Linked DNA regions of Mus musculus: region 1 is linked to region 2. The links are chromatin contacts, called in public promoter capture Hi-C maps. All regions are on one chromosome and are shown on one strand. The core of a region is the stretch at or near the end of the contact, and the rest is flanking DNA. Distances in the headings are between cores, read along the strand shown. Region 1 holds the start of Ptbp2 (polypyrimidine tract binding protein 2). Region 2 holds the start of Dpyd (dihydropyrimidine dehydrogenase).

Evidence for each region. Promoter capture Hi-C pulls out the DNA fragments that hold promoters and counts their contacts.
Region 1: a promoter capture Hi-C map of embryonic stem cells shows a contact between it and region 2, with 5 times the contacts expected there. The contact joins the promoter of Ptbp2 here to the promoter of Dpyd in region 2. A contact is called at or near these places in 6 of 39 promoter capture datasets (cranial neural crest, embryonic stem cells, frontonasal cranial neural crest and 3 more), 1 of 484 Hi-C or Micro-C datasets (embryonic stem cells) and 2 of 115 datasets of contacts at active chromatin or transcription factors (astrocytes and embryonic forebrain).

Annotation. Positions count from the first base shown.
Region 1 is chr3:119,780,346-119,784,778 of GRCm38.p6, reverse strand. It overlaps Ptbp2 (polypyrimidine tract binding protein 2), which reads left to right and starts at 1,391. Exons shown (of 14, transcript NM_001310711.1): 1 at 1,391-1,577; 2 at 3,245-3,275. The coding sequence starts at 1,570.
Region 2 is chr3:118,559,885-118,564,150 of GRCm38.p6, reverse strand. Dpyd (dihydropyrimidine dehydrogenase) reads right to left here and starts at 1,971. Exons shown (of 23, transcript NM_170778.3): 1 at 1,837-1,971. The coding sequence starts at 1,875.

The DNA.
Region 1 (4,433 bases), core at 142-2,641, 1.2 Mb before region 2:
GGAGAATGCATCCTGGATCCCCTCCCTCCCTCCCTCCCTCTGGGAGCATACAGATTTAATTGTTGAGTTGAAACTATGTGAACAAAACCACAACCCATGAAAAACTATTATTAATGGAAATGATAATGGGGCCTTTACGTATCATAAGTCAAAAGTATAGATAGAAGGGAGGTGTTGCCGGAAATTAGATTTTTAAAAAGAATCGACAATCCCTAAGGCAAATCAAGACTATTTGACCAGGTGGTGGCTTGGAAACGTTCTTAGAGCAACAACAGTGCACATATGTGTGTGGTTGTTGTTGATTGCCTTTGAAACAAGGTCTCACTAAGTTTCTTCATCCTCTGGAGTAGCTGGGGCCAGGTTCTGACTTATCTTTTAAAAATAATATACAATCTCCCATTTAGTGAGGTGAAATTCCAGGTGGTAAGGGCAAGAGGCTTCTTGAAGGGGACGCGGCAGATCTGGAGGAGGTATGGAGGACACCTGGACAGACACAGTTGGTAAGTGCTGGAGGAGGTAGGGAAGAGCAAAGGGTGGTGCTGGCATTAGTGGCATGCCGGGAACATTTTCCGAAACCAAATGTTGCTGGGGCTATGATACAAATACATTAAAGAAGAACGGAAAACATGTTCTATGATATTAAGACCTTTAGTTCTATGGAAAAGTGATTTTTGTCTAGGCCGTTTTAACATTTTCATCCCCTGTAACTAATGCTAACTCAATTGGCCTCCTCTTTCCATATCCCCAAATGTTGGAATACAGGAACGCTTTCTGCCACCTCGCTCGCTCAGCGTGTGGCCATTCCCATGTAGGGATCTTGGAATATATGTTTTTCCTAACAGATGCACAAAAATTACCAACCCACATGAGAATCACCTTTTCTTCCTCTTGGCCTGATTGATTCCAGGTTTGTAAGCAAACACTAAGCTGGTGAGCAGTCCTTAATTAGGAGATGTTGTTATATTTTCCTAAGCAATGGATCTTGACCAGGGGGGTAAGCTCTTTGAGGATGAAGAATTTGTAAACGAGGTCTAGGATGCAGCTATAAAGTCTTTTTCTCTAGAGCTGAGAGGGCGAAGGGTGCCCGGGCCGGGCCTGGGATTGGTCCTTTGTGGTAATAATGCAGCTTGAGGTTGGAAGGAAGAGTGGAAGCAGCCTGAGAGCAGCAGGGTTGCAGTCCGGGCTAGCCTGAGGCACACACGGTGCAGGCTGCAGGCTGTCCCACTCACACCGCCCACGGAAGAGAAAGAACCCAGGTCAGCCAGCCACTGCAGCGGGCTCGTCTCCGAGGGCGGGAGGCAGTGCGCGCGCGGGCGGGCGGGCGGGCAAGCGGGCGGAGGCAGCCAACGGCGGAGGCGCCCACTCCCCCGGTCCCTGTGCCCCGCCGCTCGTCTCCCGCCGCCGCCGGGCGCCCGCGCGCTCGGCTCTTTCCGCCGCCGCGCGCTGCCCCGTGCGCTCCGGCACCTTCGGCAATTTCCGTCGGGCCCTGGCCGCCATTTTCTCGCCGCTTGTGTGGCTCGCTGGCTGCGTGGCTCGGTTCTTGGGAGCGAAGCTTTGTCCGGTTCGGCAATGGACGGGTAGGTACCGGGAGCCCGTGAGGAGATGGGCGAGGGAGAGGAGGCCGGCGAGGCGGCGGCCGGGATCCGGGTCGGGTCGGGTCCCGGGAAGCGGGGCTCGGGCGGCCCCTCCCAGGCCGCGCCGCCGTTACCCAACCCCCGCCCCATCACACACACCCCTCCCCGGGCTTCCCTCGGCCGCTCCGGCTACCGGCTCGAACCGCAGCCGCGGCTGGGAGGCCGGGGAGGCCTCGGGGCTGCTGTGGGGACGCGGGGCGGCCCGACTGCGGGGGATGGGGCGGGAAGCCCGGGGCGGCCCTGCCCCCTCGGGAGCCATGTCGACGCCGCGGGGAGACCCGAACCCTGGGGTGGCGGCGGCGGCGGCGGCGGCGGCGCGGGCGCGAGCGGGCCAAGCCGCGGAGGCCTGTGCGGAGCGCGAAGCCTGAGCGAGGCCCGCCATCCCCGGCCTCGCCCGAAACGCCGCGGCCGGAGCGCCGAGTGGGAGCTGCGGGGAAGGGGAGGGCGCGTGGCGGCGGGAGGGAGGAGGGCACATGTCACACTCCTTTGTTTTCATCCGAGTCTGGGAGCGGGGGCGGGAGGCCATCGGAATGCCTTTACCACCACCACAACGACAACAACAAGAATTCGGGGCTCGGCCCACAGGGCCCAGAAATTAAGCCATAAACAAAACCAAACCCCCATGAAGTGTTGGAGAGGCAGCATCAGTCACATGGGCAAAGGCCACAAGCCACGCAAGGCAGACAACAGATAATCCACACAGGGTTGGCCTTCCCCCGCCCCCTACTTTGATTAGTTTCTGGAGGAAAAAAAAATACAAAAATAAAAACAAACACCCCCCCCCCCACACCAGCCCCCCAAGCAAATATGGAACATGGATCAGAGTCGTGTTGCATCTTTGGAGAGGCTGGGCGTGAAGACCGGAGGATGCTGAGTGAGATGAGAGAGCTGTGAGAAGAAAAGAGGAGGCTCACCAATGTCGCGCCCTTGTTAACTCCACATCCCGAACGACCCAGTTCAACTCATTGTTCAGAGAAGGGGGCCACAGTTCACAGCCCACAGAGAGGAAGGGGCACGAAAAGAGACCCAGTGAACATGAACCTTTATTAAAATTGAGGGTCTGGATTTGACGAGTCTAAGAAAGTAAAATCCGAGTTTATTCAATAGGTTATCAGTCTAGAGTTAGTTATCTGGTGTTTTAGAAGAGATAATAAAAAGGCTTTAAACATCATTGCCACAAATTACCTTAATGGGATATTATTTACCACAGGAAATGTAGCTTTAGACATGTGAATTATCCCCAGACAGTTTTCCAATTTCCAGATTTTGTTTAGGTTACCAAAGAACTCACTCAACGTTGCTGATGTCAGTATATAAGCACGTTAGGAATAGTATAGTGTTTCTGCATTTTCATCTTGCTGTTAAAGGTTCTTAAAAATGATCATAAACTGACTGAAACGTCGAATGGTTCAAAATTATTTCTAAAAAAAAAAAAAAACAAAAAACAAAAACAAAAAACCTCCAGGTAAATAATAGTTAAAAAAAATTATCACTGAGCATCTGTGTATTGCCAGGGCCTGGGTAATTTATAAAAGATCTTAAAAGTTTTAAAGTTAAGCATTGATCATTAGAAGAGTAAGAGGTTGACACTTTTATTTTTTCCTTTACAGAATTGTCACTGAGGTTGCTGTTGGTGTGAAGGTAGGAGATTATGTTTGAAAGTAACGTGGAAACTGGGGATGTTGGATATGGTACCATTGTAAAGAGTGGAAAATTTCAGTTAGCCTTGACAACAAAAGCCAAGCTTAAAATATTTCCTTTAATTTGTAAAGTCAGAGTCTATAAACAACTGTACAGTTGGATATTGATAATGACCATGGTATGTTAATTACTTGATAATAAGCAGATTTTTTTTTAACCTCTTTAAGTAGTGTAAAGTGTTAGTTTAAAACAGTTGACTCTGATTAAAGTGAAATGTGTGTGCTAGGCATGAATCACACTGGTAATCAGTTGTCCTGACATGGAAGAAGGACACAGTTGCTTTAAGTCCTTCCAGCTTGAGTTGTTGAAGAGCTTTCTTGTGTGTGTAGGTTTTTCCCTCACTTCTTGGGTAGAAAAACTGCTCAGCCCTTACAATTGACTCCATGCCTACCATCTGGCACTTCCTTGAAGGCATAGACAGACCTTTTAGTGTCTTGGTGCATTACAGATTGGTTGGTTGCAAGCCTTTCCACCTTGTTAGGACAGATTCTTTGTCTTTTAACTTATGCCCAAGCCTGTAATAGGATTTCTCCTGTCCCTCAACCTTAATTATAAGTATAAATATAAAACCCCATGCATATAAATACCCTTAGGAGAACTGTAAGTGTACCTGGTTTAGTGAAGTTGACCTTCAGTATTTTTCTTGGACTTTAAAAAATTATGTTTATGATGGTTTAATCTTCAGAATAGGTTAGGAGATGTTACTGTGTTTTCTATGATAATGATCTAGAGGCCCATGCTTTAATATCGTGTAGAACATTTAGTTTCATTGACAGTCATGTTTTTCAAGTTGAGATATTAAGAGCTTTGAAGTCAGGAATAGGTCAAGAGTACAAAATGTCTTGATATTGTAGTTATTATCCAAATAGATTTCTTCTGTGAATTATATAAAAGAATAAATGATTACAAGGTACTTTGTCAAAATGGGTTAACTGATAGCTCTGTGGTCTTTTACTAGAGGATAAGTTATAAAAATGAGTTAAGTAATAGCTCTGTGGTCTGTTACTTGAAAATTGTATAAAAATATTCACTACCCATTCTAAAATGTTTAATATAAAATTTTGTAAAGTTAAAGTTCATTTTTTATCATTTTCTACT
Region 2 (4,266 bases), core at 722-3,221:
AATGATTAATTTCACGCTCTTTCATGGTATTTTTAGCTCATGAATCATGGGTATTACTTTGAGGGGAAAGTAAAGTATTGTGGGTGAAAAAGAAAAAAAAAGATGCGACTGATGAGAGTGTGGAGCACACAAGTACAAATGCTGAAGACAGTGAATGCCTCCACTCCAAGTTGTAAGGTGTGCATCAAGTGGGAGTCACACACAGCAATGTTACGCTCATCTGAATGAACCAGGAAGGCCCAGAGGGAATAAATGTTCTTGATGAAAACTTATACAATTAAACTGGACACTTCGTACCTCACCGGCATCATTTTCCTCATAAGAATACAGATAAGAACTGCTTTTTCAAGACAAGCACATGAGAAACAACATAAAACATGAAGTCAGCTAAGCTTGAAACACTCTTCTGAAATTAAACAAAAGCCATCCGATCTGTGACACCCTGATTCCTGACAACTGTAAAGCCTGGATGCTGCCAAAGGATTGCTAACTGATTTACTTTAACAAAACCAAAAATGTCCCAGGGGTGTTAAATCAAAGATAGTACCCAGAGACCATGACTTCGATCAGACATGGTAGGTATCCTGTGCCCTGCATGCACACACATATAGTTCATTATATCAGTCATATTGTTCAATAGCCAAGAAAGAAATTGTGAAGAAAAGTCTAAGTAAACTACACAGAGAAAGAAGTCAACACGTTATCCTTTGCTCTTACTGCTACAGTGGATTTATCAAAGGAAAATATGAAGGCTCTTAGAACACTATCAGCTTTCTTTTAAGAGCATATAAAGGTTCATTATCACTGACGGCAGGGTGCGGGGAGAGCAGGGTGCAGAAGAAAACCAGTTAGCTATCCTGCTGCAAACAGGTGTCTTTAAACTTGTATTTAAAGAGCAGAACAAACGGGGGAGGGGGAGGGGGAGGGGGAGGGGGAGGGGGAGGGGGAGGGGGAGGGGGAGGGGAAAGGGTGTGTTATTTCTAAGCAAACACACAGAAGGTGGGAAAAGGGGGCCGGGCAGGAGGGAAGGAAACAGTAAGGGAAGAGAACACGAATATTCTACAAAAGTTTTGTTTTGCTTTTATCTCGAAGAAAATTCCCTAAACAAAACGGAACTGAAACCTGAGAGACACAGGCTTTGATTCAGCGTGATTAAAATCACGGCCATAACTCAAATCTTTCTCCCAACACACACATTAAAGTATATAGAACTCAGAGGAAAAATTTTTTGCTATTTCAGGTAGGGGATCGTTCTCAGAAAAATGAGATTTTTGGAAGAAACAGAGAACAAGAGAGAATCAAACACTGTTGAGAGGAGAGAACAGAGCAGTTTGTGTATCTCTTTCCGGGGAGGTCGCACTTTCCAATGTCTTCTGTACTTCGTTCCATTTTTTCCAAATGTGAAATTAAGTGGTAAACAATACCAGGGCCAGCGCCGCTCGAAACAGCGGCCTGGATCTTGGATTTCTATGCTCCACTTTTGCATACTGCGGGGCTTTGTTATTATAGGTGGGTCACTGGGTGGTTGTCCCACAAAACCACGGAGGGGACAGAGGAGGAGTTAGAGGGTTCCCTGGGCGGGAAGTGGAGCTACTGTCCCCTGGAGTCCAAGCCTCTGCACTCTGAGCCTCTGGGTCACTATGACTTAGGGCAGAGAGAGACGGCCACTTTTAAGTCTCCTACGAAGTAACCAGGTCCTGGTGCCGGAGTACAGTGTCCAGCCTGGTCCGCAAGTCTCTCCCGGGGAAACTTCGCGGATCTCCAGCTCTGTCCCGGGTGCGCCCCCGGGCCTCCCGCCCCTCTGTGACCCTCCCACCCCAGGGCCGCGGTCGGTACCTCGATGTCCGGCGCGTCCCTGCTCAGCACACCCGCCATGGCAGCGCTTTCTGGCCTCAGACTCCCGCACACAGACCCTCCCTCTGCTGCAGCAGCCTCCAGCCCCGCACCAAAGCCTCAGCTTGCCCCAGCACTGGTGCACTGACTGCCCGAGCCAAGGCAATATGGAAGGGGCGGGGCTATGCTAAAGACACGCCTCTGGGGCGGGGCAACGCTCAAGGCACGCCTCACAGCCACACCGTTCCACTGGTCCCAAGCTGCCGGGCTCTGTTCCAGAGAATTTCTGGTTGTGCTGGCCTTTGCTCCCCAAGGTTGAGTTTGGTAGGCGGGTTTAGGTGTCAGAGATCCCCAGAATTAAAAGCAAACAATTGCGTCTTTGATGTTCTTCTGAGTTCTGAGCCCTGCAACGTGCAGAAACAAAGATTAAAGAATAAGATGTCCCAGAACTCTCCAGGGACCAGGGAGTACCTGTGTTCCTCTGGCCACCAGCAAATAGGCTGGAAGGATTTTTGAAGCTGTTCTGGGGGAGTAGTAGTATTGGGGAGCCTAGGGCACAAGAAGACAGACAGACATCAGTATCCACAGTCTAGAACAGCCTATAGTGAGATGGTTCTCAACCTTCCTCATGCTGCGACCCTTTAATCTGTTCCTTATGTGTGGTAATCCCCATCCATAAAATTATTTCATTGATATTCCAAAATCATAATTTTGCCATTATAAGTAGTAATGTAGATACTTGTGTTTTCCAATGATCTTAGGTGACCCCTGTGAAAGGGTCTTTCCACTCCCAAAAGAGTCCCAGAGGGGTCTCCATGCACATGTTGAGAGCTACTACTTTAGTGAAAGGGTATCTGTAGAGGATCAAGGCTTTCTTTCTGCATGGCAGTCCATGCCTATTTTTTTAAAAATATATAGTAATATTCTAAAATGTGACGTTCATAAATATGAACAGGGGTTGTTTATTTTGTGCATTTGGTCACATAGTTGGTAGGGAGAAACAATGATGTCATCAGACTAGTCCTCTCCTCAACTTTGTGGCAGCCTAGGCGCCAGACCATTTTCTAAGTCGGACATCTTCTCTCATGGTGCTATCTGTTTCTTTTAAGGCACACAGGGCACTTCGTCCTATTGGCTAGATCATGATAATTTTGGAATCATATGATTCCCTCCTCGCTGGTATTTTTCGTTACTTTATCCATTTTCTTTTAATTCGACATGTACTTAACGCTTCGTTTTGTTTTCAGTGTAACACTGCCATGTTGGGTTTTCTAGATGTGGTCTTCAAGAAGGCTCATCACTGCTCTGACAACAAGACTGGCAGGACACAAACTGTGGTGCCTGCACTTGGCAGAAAAAGAGGAACACATGGGGGGCAGTCTTGGATGCCTGGAGAGGGCTTATAGTACAAACCACCTGGTTACCTTTAAGGTCTTGAAACTTCCAGTGGTTGGACACATATTGTCCCTTCAATCAACTATTAGCACACACAAAAATTAATAATAATAATAATAATAACAACAACAACAACAATAAAAGCTAGAGGGTTAAATAGAACCCCCAGATTCACCCTTGGCTTCTGTATTCTCACTCATTCATTTAATCTTTCTCCAACTTTAAGGATTTTTCCATTCTAACCAGATCTTGAGTCACTTGGAAACGGGTATGTCAGCTTCTGCTGTTAAGTCTCCTGAACTCTAGAGTGGGATTCTAAATATGAATTAGCCCCCTCGCTCCCCCACCCACAAGATGTGACCTTTTTCAGTGGCCCAATGCAGCCCACATACAATTGGGGTTTGTTTGGTTGTTGTTATTGTTGTTGTTGTTATCCTTCTTGTTCATATCTGCGTGACAAGCTCCTGTCCACCTTCTACCTCACTGGGGTCTCTCCTCCCTAACAACTGTTACACCCACCAAGCATTGTTCTGAACTTTCATCTCTTCCCTGATTCTCCTCATTTCTCTCCCCAAGATACTGCTTCCCTTCTCACTAATCCTTGAGCCTCTGAATCATTCCAACCACCAAGAGAAATTAGACCTGCCCTGCCTACCTCTGCCATTCTAGCTTACAACAGCCTAGGTTTTTCTTAATGGTCATGTCAAGTTTATTTGCCTGCTCATTCGCATGTGACTTGCTTGATATAAGTCTTCTGTTTCAGATGCAGGTTCCAAAATAAACAGGATCAGTGTCTGACTTCGCTGTCTACTGAACATGTTGTTCCTTGTCTGGGCTTGAAACATACAAGAATTACTGACTAAAGGGACAGGAGATTCTGCATTTAAAAATGCTTTGGAAAAACTGTAGTTTCTCTCCATTGTGGAGAATGAGTCACAGTATCAATCAACAAATCTGTGATTAAAATAGCTCATTGTAACTACTTCTATATTCAGGAGTATAGTCTAAGGGCAAATTCTCCTCTAGTTCCCAGGATCC